Regions from separate parts of the Mus musculus genome. Here region 1 is linked to region 2. A link is a contact called in public promoter capture Hi-C data. All regions are on one chromosome and are shown on one strand. Each heading gives the region's core, a stretch centred on a gene start, on an enhancer-like site or on the middle of the called end of the contact. The rest is flanking DNA. Distances are from core to core; before and after follow the strand shown. Region 1 holds the start of Gas7 (growth arrest specific 7). Region 2 holds the start of 2410006H16Rik (RIKEN cDNA 2410006H16 gene).

What was found. Promoter capture Hi-C pulls out the DNA fragments that hold promoters and counts their contacts.
Region 1: a promoter capture Hi-C map of pre-B cells shows a contact between it and region 2, with 2.6 times the contacts expected there. The contact joins the promoter of Gas7 here to the promoter of 2410006H16Rik in region 2.

The regions. Positions count from the first base shown.
Region 1 is chr11:67,585,114-67,588,794 of GRCm38.p6, forward strand. Gas7 (growth arrest specific 7) reads left to right here and starts at 1,387. Exons shown (of 14, transcript NM_001109657.3): 1 at 1,387-1,702. The coding sequence starts at 1,700.
Region 2 is chr11:62,601,327-62,604,805 of GRCm38.p6, forward strand. It overlaps 2410006H16Rik (RIKEN cDNA 2410006H16 gene), which reads left to right and starts at 1,551. Exons shown (of 5, transcript NR_030738.1): 1 at 1,551-1,697; 2 at 1,909-1,956; 3 at 2,271-2,320; 4 at 3,077-3,140; 5 at 3,329-3,479. Snord49b (small nucleolar RNA, C/D box 49B) reads left to right here and starts at 1,760; the gene lies at 1,760-1,822. Snord49a (small nucleolar RNA, C/D box 49A) reads left to right here and starts at 2,134; the gene lies at 2,134-2,195. It overlaps Snord65 (small nucleolar RNA, C/D box 65), which reads left to right and starts at 3,204; the gene lies at 3,204-3,260.

The DNA of each region.
Region 1 (3,681 bases), core at 137-2,636, 5.0 Mb after region 2:
TTTGGAAGGATGACCTGTGCTGATTTTTCACTCGGCTTATTTGCTTTTTGTTATCAAATGTAGACTTTGTCTTGTGCTCGGGGACAGCTGCCTGTCTCCCACACTTTGAGCCACTGTGAGAATAAAAACACGGCAGCAGCTCTTACCGAGTGTGCGCAGTGTCCTCACTGCACCAAGTGCTGTTTTATTTTTCCCTTCGCATCCATTTAGAAAGATACTCAAGTGTCTCTACTTAACCTCTGGGAAAAACCTGAAGCCTGCCTGCCTTGTCTGAGACCTCAGAGCAGTGTAACAGCAGCACCACTGAGACCCTGGACTGACTCCATTGCTGGGTGGTAACCTGATTTACATAATCCTATATAAAGAACCAGTCAGGGACTGCAGCCTCTTGGTAGAATGCTCATCTAGCATACAGAAGGCCCTGAGTTCGAGTCCTAGCACACACACAAAAAGCAATCAGTTGCTAAAATCCCAGAGTTTGTAACAGAAAGTAAACAGAAATATACAATCTGAGTGCTAAAACTTTAATGGCTCCAGAAGGCCTCTGTTTGTTTATTTGTCTATCTGTGTGTACATCTGTATGTGCACATATGTGTGTGTGTGCATGTGTGAACACAGCCATCTGTGTGTCATGGCATGCCTATCTCAGCTGCGAATCTTTGCCTTTCACCTCCTTTGAGATGATATCTCTTGTTTGTCCTTCCACACCTCAGGCTACCTGGCCCACGAGCTTCCAGGAGCTTCCAGATTTCCTGCCTATCTTCTGTCTTACCTAAAACCTCTGTGGTTATGGACATATTCTACTGTGGATATCTGGTTTTCTTGTGTTCTGGGGATCTGAATTTAGGTTCTCATGCTAGCTCAACAAACATTCTCCCCACAGAACTGACTCCCCAGCTTCCAGAAAGCTTTTAAACAGGACATCAGATTCACTGGGGATCCAGGCCCCTACCTAACCTATATAACTGGTAGTAGATACAGCATTGCTCTTGGGTCCAGCCCTGTCTTTACTTACAGCCTTTGGTGATAGATAGTGAGCATAGATTGAAAGCCAAGGCCAGAGATTAGTTTCACACAATCGTTCTTTCTGGAAATTCTCCACTCTTTTCATACTGGCTTTTATCAGACCTTGGATTCACACAGCTGGAGCCAGGCCCAAGCCAGAGCCCTGACTTAGGTTTGGGAAGAAGTTGGCTGAAACTTCTCCCAGCAGGGATAAGGCAGGCCCAGGGAGTCCTGTCTAAAATGCAGTAGACAAAGGTGCCCTTGTTCATAGGCCTTGGGGTGGGAGTCATCTGGTCAGTGACACAGGCTTGGCTATTGTATGCTCTGACCTAAGCCAATTTTTTTTTAGGCTGAGAAAGGGGGTGGGAGGGGAAGTCCTCTAGAAATTGTATCTGGAAAGGCCTGCATGGGCTGTTGATTTCCCAACAGGCACGGGAGCAGATTTGGGAGGAACTGTGCAATGTAGTGGGTTCTTTGTGAAAGAACAGAGATGTCAGTGATGAGAAAAGCCACAGGAACATCCCCCAGGGTGCTCAGCGCACTGGCCCCGGGGCAGCTGCTTGCTTCAGCCACACTTTCCTCAGAAGGTGCCATGCAGAACAAGTTGCCTGGAGCCCAGTCCTGAGCCTGGGGCTTCAGACCAGCCCTGGCATCTCTTCCATAGCAACTGCCCTTAAGGACCAGCTGAGCACTCATGGTAAGAACCACTCCTGCAGAAGTATGCTTGACCTACCCTCTCTGTCTGTTGTGAAAATGCCTTTCATAGTGCAGAGAGGAGATTCTGAAGACCCTGTGAGATTGGATAGTACTTGGTGAGTCTGGAAGTTCTGTGGACCCTGTGCCAAGAGGGCATATGTGCCCAAGACAAGAGCAGAAAGAGGAGGTATGGGCAGAGAGTAAACGATGGGTGGGGGTGGGGTGGGGTGAGGAGTTGTGTGGAAAGATGGGAGAGGAGTGTTTGGAGTGGGAAGGCTCACCTGAGACAGGTAGTTAAAGGCATGTGATGGAGAAGAGAGCCACTGTGGACTTATTTATACCTTTGTACCATTCTTCTTTTTCTATATATATTATATATTATATTTTTCTAAATATAAAGCATGGCTTCTTCCTGCCCATCTGGCATCTCCCCCATGCCCCAGATTTACCGGGAAAGTTCTGAGGTGCAAGATCTAGGGAAGAACAGTGAATCTCTGCATTAGGGGAAGGTAAAGGGAGCCTTTGGGTGTCTCCGCTCCCCAGATGGTAGTTAGGCAGCAGTGACATCTAACTCGGTTTCCAGATTGGCACATGCCTCCTCTCAGTTTGTCAGTGGAAGCTTTTCTGAGATAGTGGGGATAGAAAACCTTGTTTTGCTGACCTCTGAGCCTGGATGGTCGCCTTTCCTATGATCTGCCCTTTAGCCTAGGCTTTGTATGGCATCCCCCTTCCCACTGCTAAGGTTCTCTGTGGCTGTGAGGTCCAGTTCACAAGGCAAGGCTACTCAGATCCTTCATGGAATCTTCCTCCACCTTGCTAGGCCACCAAGCACCCCTGATTTGAACATTCCTTCCCAGAAGCTTGAACTGGGACCAGGAGAAGACAATAATGCTTGCTACCCAAGAGTATCCTCTAACTGGGACCCTTGACCTCCCAAGAATATGTATACGGAAGTTTTGTAATAATAAACCGGTGTCTGAATGGTCCAGGGGGGCTTAGACCCACAGATGTAGTGCTGGGCCAAGACTGGGATTCTACATTTTTAGTTATCTCCCAAAGGACACGTGTGATGCTGGTTCAGAGGACCACCCTTGGAGAGTTACTGCTGGAAGGACCACAGGCTAGACCATCATGTTATAACCAAGTGAGGAATGCTCAAGATTGGACTACGGCAAGCTATGGAGATGCTGCTGGGCCTGATCAGCCCTGAGGAGGAAGGGAGGATCCGCAGAGAACATGCACACTCGTATCCTGAGAGCAAGGAAGGGTTCAAGGCCAGCTTGTAGCAATGTGGGACACGTGGAGGTGCAGGTCCATTGCTGGGGTGTGCCTAAGTTGAAATGGACTGTGTGTCTAGGGTATAGTGGTGAAGTGGATATACTTATTACTTAGGTGACAGGCTCTACTGGAACCCGCCTGGTGTGTGACTCTGGCTTCTAGTGACACATTGACAGGAACAGAGACAGAAGCCCGGGATACCAGCTGGGAAAACAGGTTTCAGGACAGACAGCTCTGGGTCCTTGAAAGTGGCTTTCACAGTGAAGGGTCTATTAAGACAAAACTCAGTGTAGTGACAGATGCAATCCTAAGAGGCTGGGCACTGGCAGCGTTTACGAAGAGGACCAGGCTTCTGAGTCACATGTCTGTACATGAATATGACTCCCCTCCCTTCTCTACATAAATGGCACATCCTTAAAACAGATATACTAGCATTTAGAATCATTGAGCATTCGATGATATCTGTTCAAAATAAGCCCTCACAGGCCATCTGGTCCAACTTCCACATTTGAGAGATGAAGAAATCAAGGCCCTCCTGACAGGGATGAGACGGGTTGCTTAAGATCTCAAAACAAGGCTGCTACAGCTTCAAACATGGCCCCTGGGAGCACAGCCCACATTCTGTGTGCCTCTTGCTTGTTGCTATGGTCTGGTGGTGTGTCCTCTATGGCAAGGTCTTGGTAGTTATCGTCTGCCTGGTTC
Region 2 (3,479 bases), core at 301-2,800:
TTCCTTGTTCTGTAACAAGTTAGGCAATGGTGGTGGCACATGCCTGTAATCCCAGCACTCGAGAGGCAGAGGCAGGCAGATCTCCAGGTTCAAGATCAGCCTAGTCTACAGAGCAAGTTCCAGGACCGCCAGTGCTACACAGAAAACAGCACCTGTCTCGAAAACGGCACCAAACCAAAACCAACCAACCAACCAAGCAAACAAAAACCCAAGACACTTCCAATATAGAACATGGTATTTGGGGACCCATGAATCTTGTGTTCCTGGCCATGGTCAAGCATATTTGGCTCCAAGGGAAATTATCTTATTCCCTTTAAGAATGTTTTGGCCTGGACTTCCCTCCCTCCATCAAAATTCTGTTTATTCCTCAGACCACCAAGATTGCAGTCTCATGACCACCTGTCTAGTTCTGTCAAAATGAGTTGCCTCCTCAGCCTATTTGCATAAGAAGTGCATGCAAGCACTTATGTGTGTGTTGCTGGGTAGAACCCAGCATATCATATATACTAGCTCAACAGATTTTGCACTGAGGTGTTTTGAGACAGGATTTCATTCCGTAGGCCAGGCTGGTCTTGAACTCACAAGAACCCTACTCTAGTCTTCAGGTTCACATATCCCAGGCTGACCTCATAGCTGAAGATGACCTTGAACTTCTGATTCTGCTGCCTCCACATACCCAGAGCTTGGGAGTTTGTCACAATGTCCAGTTTATGAGGTGCTGGGGATGGAGCTCAGAACTTCATGTTTGCTAGGGAAACACTGCATCCCCAACCCTTGAGAAAATCAAACATACTCATATACTGAAGGCATAGCATTAGCAGTTTTCTATTACCTATGCCCGATGCAAGTCTCTCCAGTCAGAAGTGGAAAGAGCAGGGGGCAATGGAAATGGATCAAGAGCTCTTCTTGATTCTACAGTTCTCTAAGGAATGTGATGAGGGCCGTCTGCATAGGGCCTTGAGAGACTCCGTGGATATGTTGTAAAAATAATGGGGTGCAGAACGGCCCCAATCATTACACTTTTGTAACAGCGTTTGTCTTTGAACGCGGTTTCGTGTGTGTTAGCGTAGATGAGCCAGGCTCTCCACCACCCAGTTAGATTATATAGGCCCGCTTTTTTTTTTTTTTTTTTAAATTTAAAATAGAGACAGGGGCTCATTAAATTGCCCAGGCTGGACTCGAATTCTTGCGTCGGGTTCCTAATCGATTACGATTACAGGCCTGCACTGTCAGGTCTGACTACACATTTCACACACTACACACGTTCACAAAGGACTAATAAGTCAGGGAAGACAACGAGGACGGAAAACCGCGGAAAGGATGTCGAGTCCGCGCTTAACCCAACACGCAGGCGCGCTGGAGCTCGCGCGCTCTTCGCTACCCAGAATCCCCCGGGGCGGGGGAGACCACTCGCTCAACAGAACGGGGGAGGCCTGGGTCGCGAGGCGGGCCGCTGGAAGTTCCCGTGAGCCTTTGCCGCCCTCACCTCCCTGGGGTGAGGAGTGGTCTATTCCTAGCCCTTAAGAGGAGGGCGCTCACGCGCCGTCTTTCTCTGCGGCCATCATGGGATCGTGCTCTTCTCGCTCGTTGAGCTGGTCCCTTCGCCGTGGCCTGCTGGTGACGGTCTGGAGCGATGCTGAGCCCGGGCCCAGCCTCTCAGCTCCGCCTTGTGCGCTGCACAGATCTAGGGGAGCCTGGTAAGTCGAGGTCTGCATCGCGGGGCGCCGCGCGTGGGCGGGGTGTCGGCTGCAATGATGATGAAACTAGAAAAAAAAGGAAGTGCCGTCCGATGCGACAACTGACGACATCCCTAGTTAGCTGACTGCAGTCGTTTAAGCCTCGGCGACCCAGTGCTGAACACAAGTGTTCTAATTGCCCCTCATGACTCTTACTCTTCTAACCTTTCAGACGGGACGTTGACAACGTGGAATAGGAGCAGTATCATCCCACCATGAGGTAAGGGTTTCTGGAGTATCAGGTGGGGTTCATAGACAAGAGGCTGTGTAGCTTTCGCTCCAGGGACTCCCAACATACCCTGGCCCATGTGGGCACATACATAAATTTAAGACGTGTCTCCATTTAGTGGCTGGAACTACTAGTTGGAGGACAGCAGAAAGCTTGACTGCTGTGATGAGATGACTAAGTAGGAAGTGCCGTCAGAGTCGATAACTGACGATAACTGCTCCTGGCTGACTGCAGTCAAGCCCACACCGGTGGCTGGGGTTTAGGTTTAACTTGGGCTGGACTTTTAACAACTGCTGTACTTCTAGGTTGGGGATTTAAGAGTGGAAGATTGCCAACAGCTGTGGCCTCCCATGAGGTAAGCTTTCAGCTTGGGATTTTAGACCGTTTTGATTTGAGCTAGAGTGTTCATGTATGAGCATCAGTTTTGCCTGTACTCAATACTGGTTGTAGCTGATGGGGGTGGTTAAGTAAGGCAACAGTGCACAGCTCTTACTGTAGAGCCATTTTTTTTTTAAGATTTATCATATCTAAGTACGCTGTAGCTGTTTTCAGATGCACCAGAAGAGGGCATCAGATCTCATTACGGATGGTTGTGAGCCACCATGTGGTTGCTGGGATTTGAACTCCGGACCTTCCGAAGAGCAGTCGGTGCTCTTAACCACAGAGCCATCTCCAGCCCCCTATAGAGCCATTTTTGTGTGTGTTTGCTGTCTTGATGCTAGAAAAAAATGGCACCGGACTTAGGTGGTTGTGAGCCACAATTAGTGCTGGCAGTCAAACCTGGTCTTCTAAGAACTTAGACCTTCTAGTCCATTAACTTGGGTCTTAAAATTTTCAGTTAATGTGGTCTTACAATTGAACCCAGTTGGGCTGGTTTGGCTAGTTGTAAATGTATTTTAGTAATTTGAAAAATACTTCCCTTTTAGGTCTAGGATGTGTTAAGAACTGTAGCTTTCTTGAGAAGAGGCAGGCAGAGTTCAGGCCAGCCTCGTCTACAGTAGTGAGCCAGGGCTACAAAGAAATCCAAAAGAGAAAAGCCAGGGTGGGAGGGCAGCCATTGATTTTGCAAGGCTGTTATATATAATGTCCTGTTTTCTGCAATCCATTTTAGGGTGTCCCCTTTCAAGTTCTCAGAACGGACGCAGGACTGCAGATCTGTGCTGGCAGCAGCAGAGGTGAGTTGGTCTGTACAGTGACTATCTGTTATTACTCTGAGAGATATCAAATGATGATATCACCTAAAATAGCTGGAATTACCGGCAGATTGGTAGTGGTGAGCCTATGGTTTTCTGAAGATATCATTAAATGTTCTAAATGCCATTGATCCAGGCAGGAGTGATTCTGAAATTCAGCTCTTTTGCAGGCTATATTCCCAGAGGAGTCTCCAGCCGGCCTGAAAGCAAATATCCTAAGTGACATGTCTGCCAATTTTGTTCTGGGTGGGCACATTTGGTAATCCTGTCTGTACCACAGGATCTTCTATGCCTTTTAAAAATAAACATTTGTTTATAAAC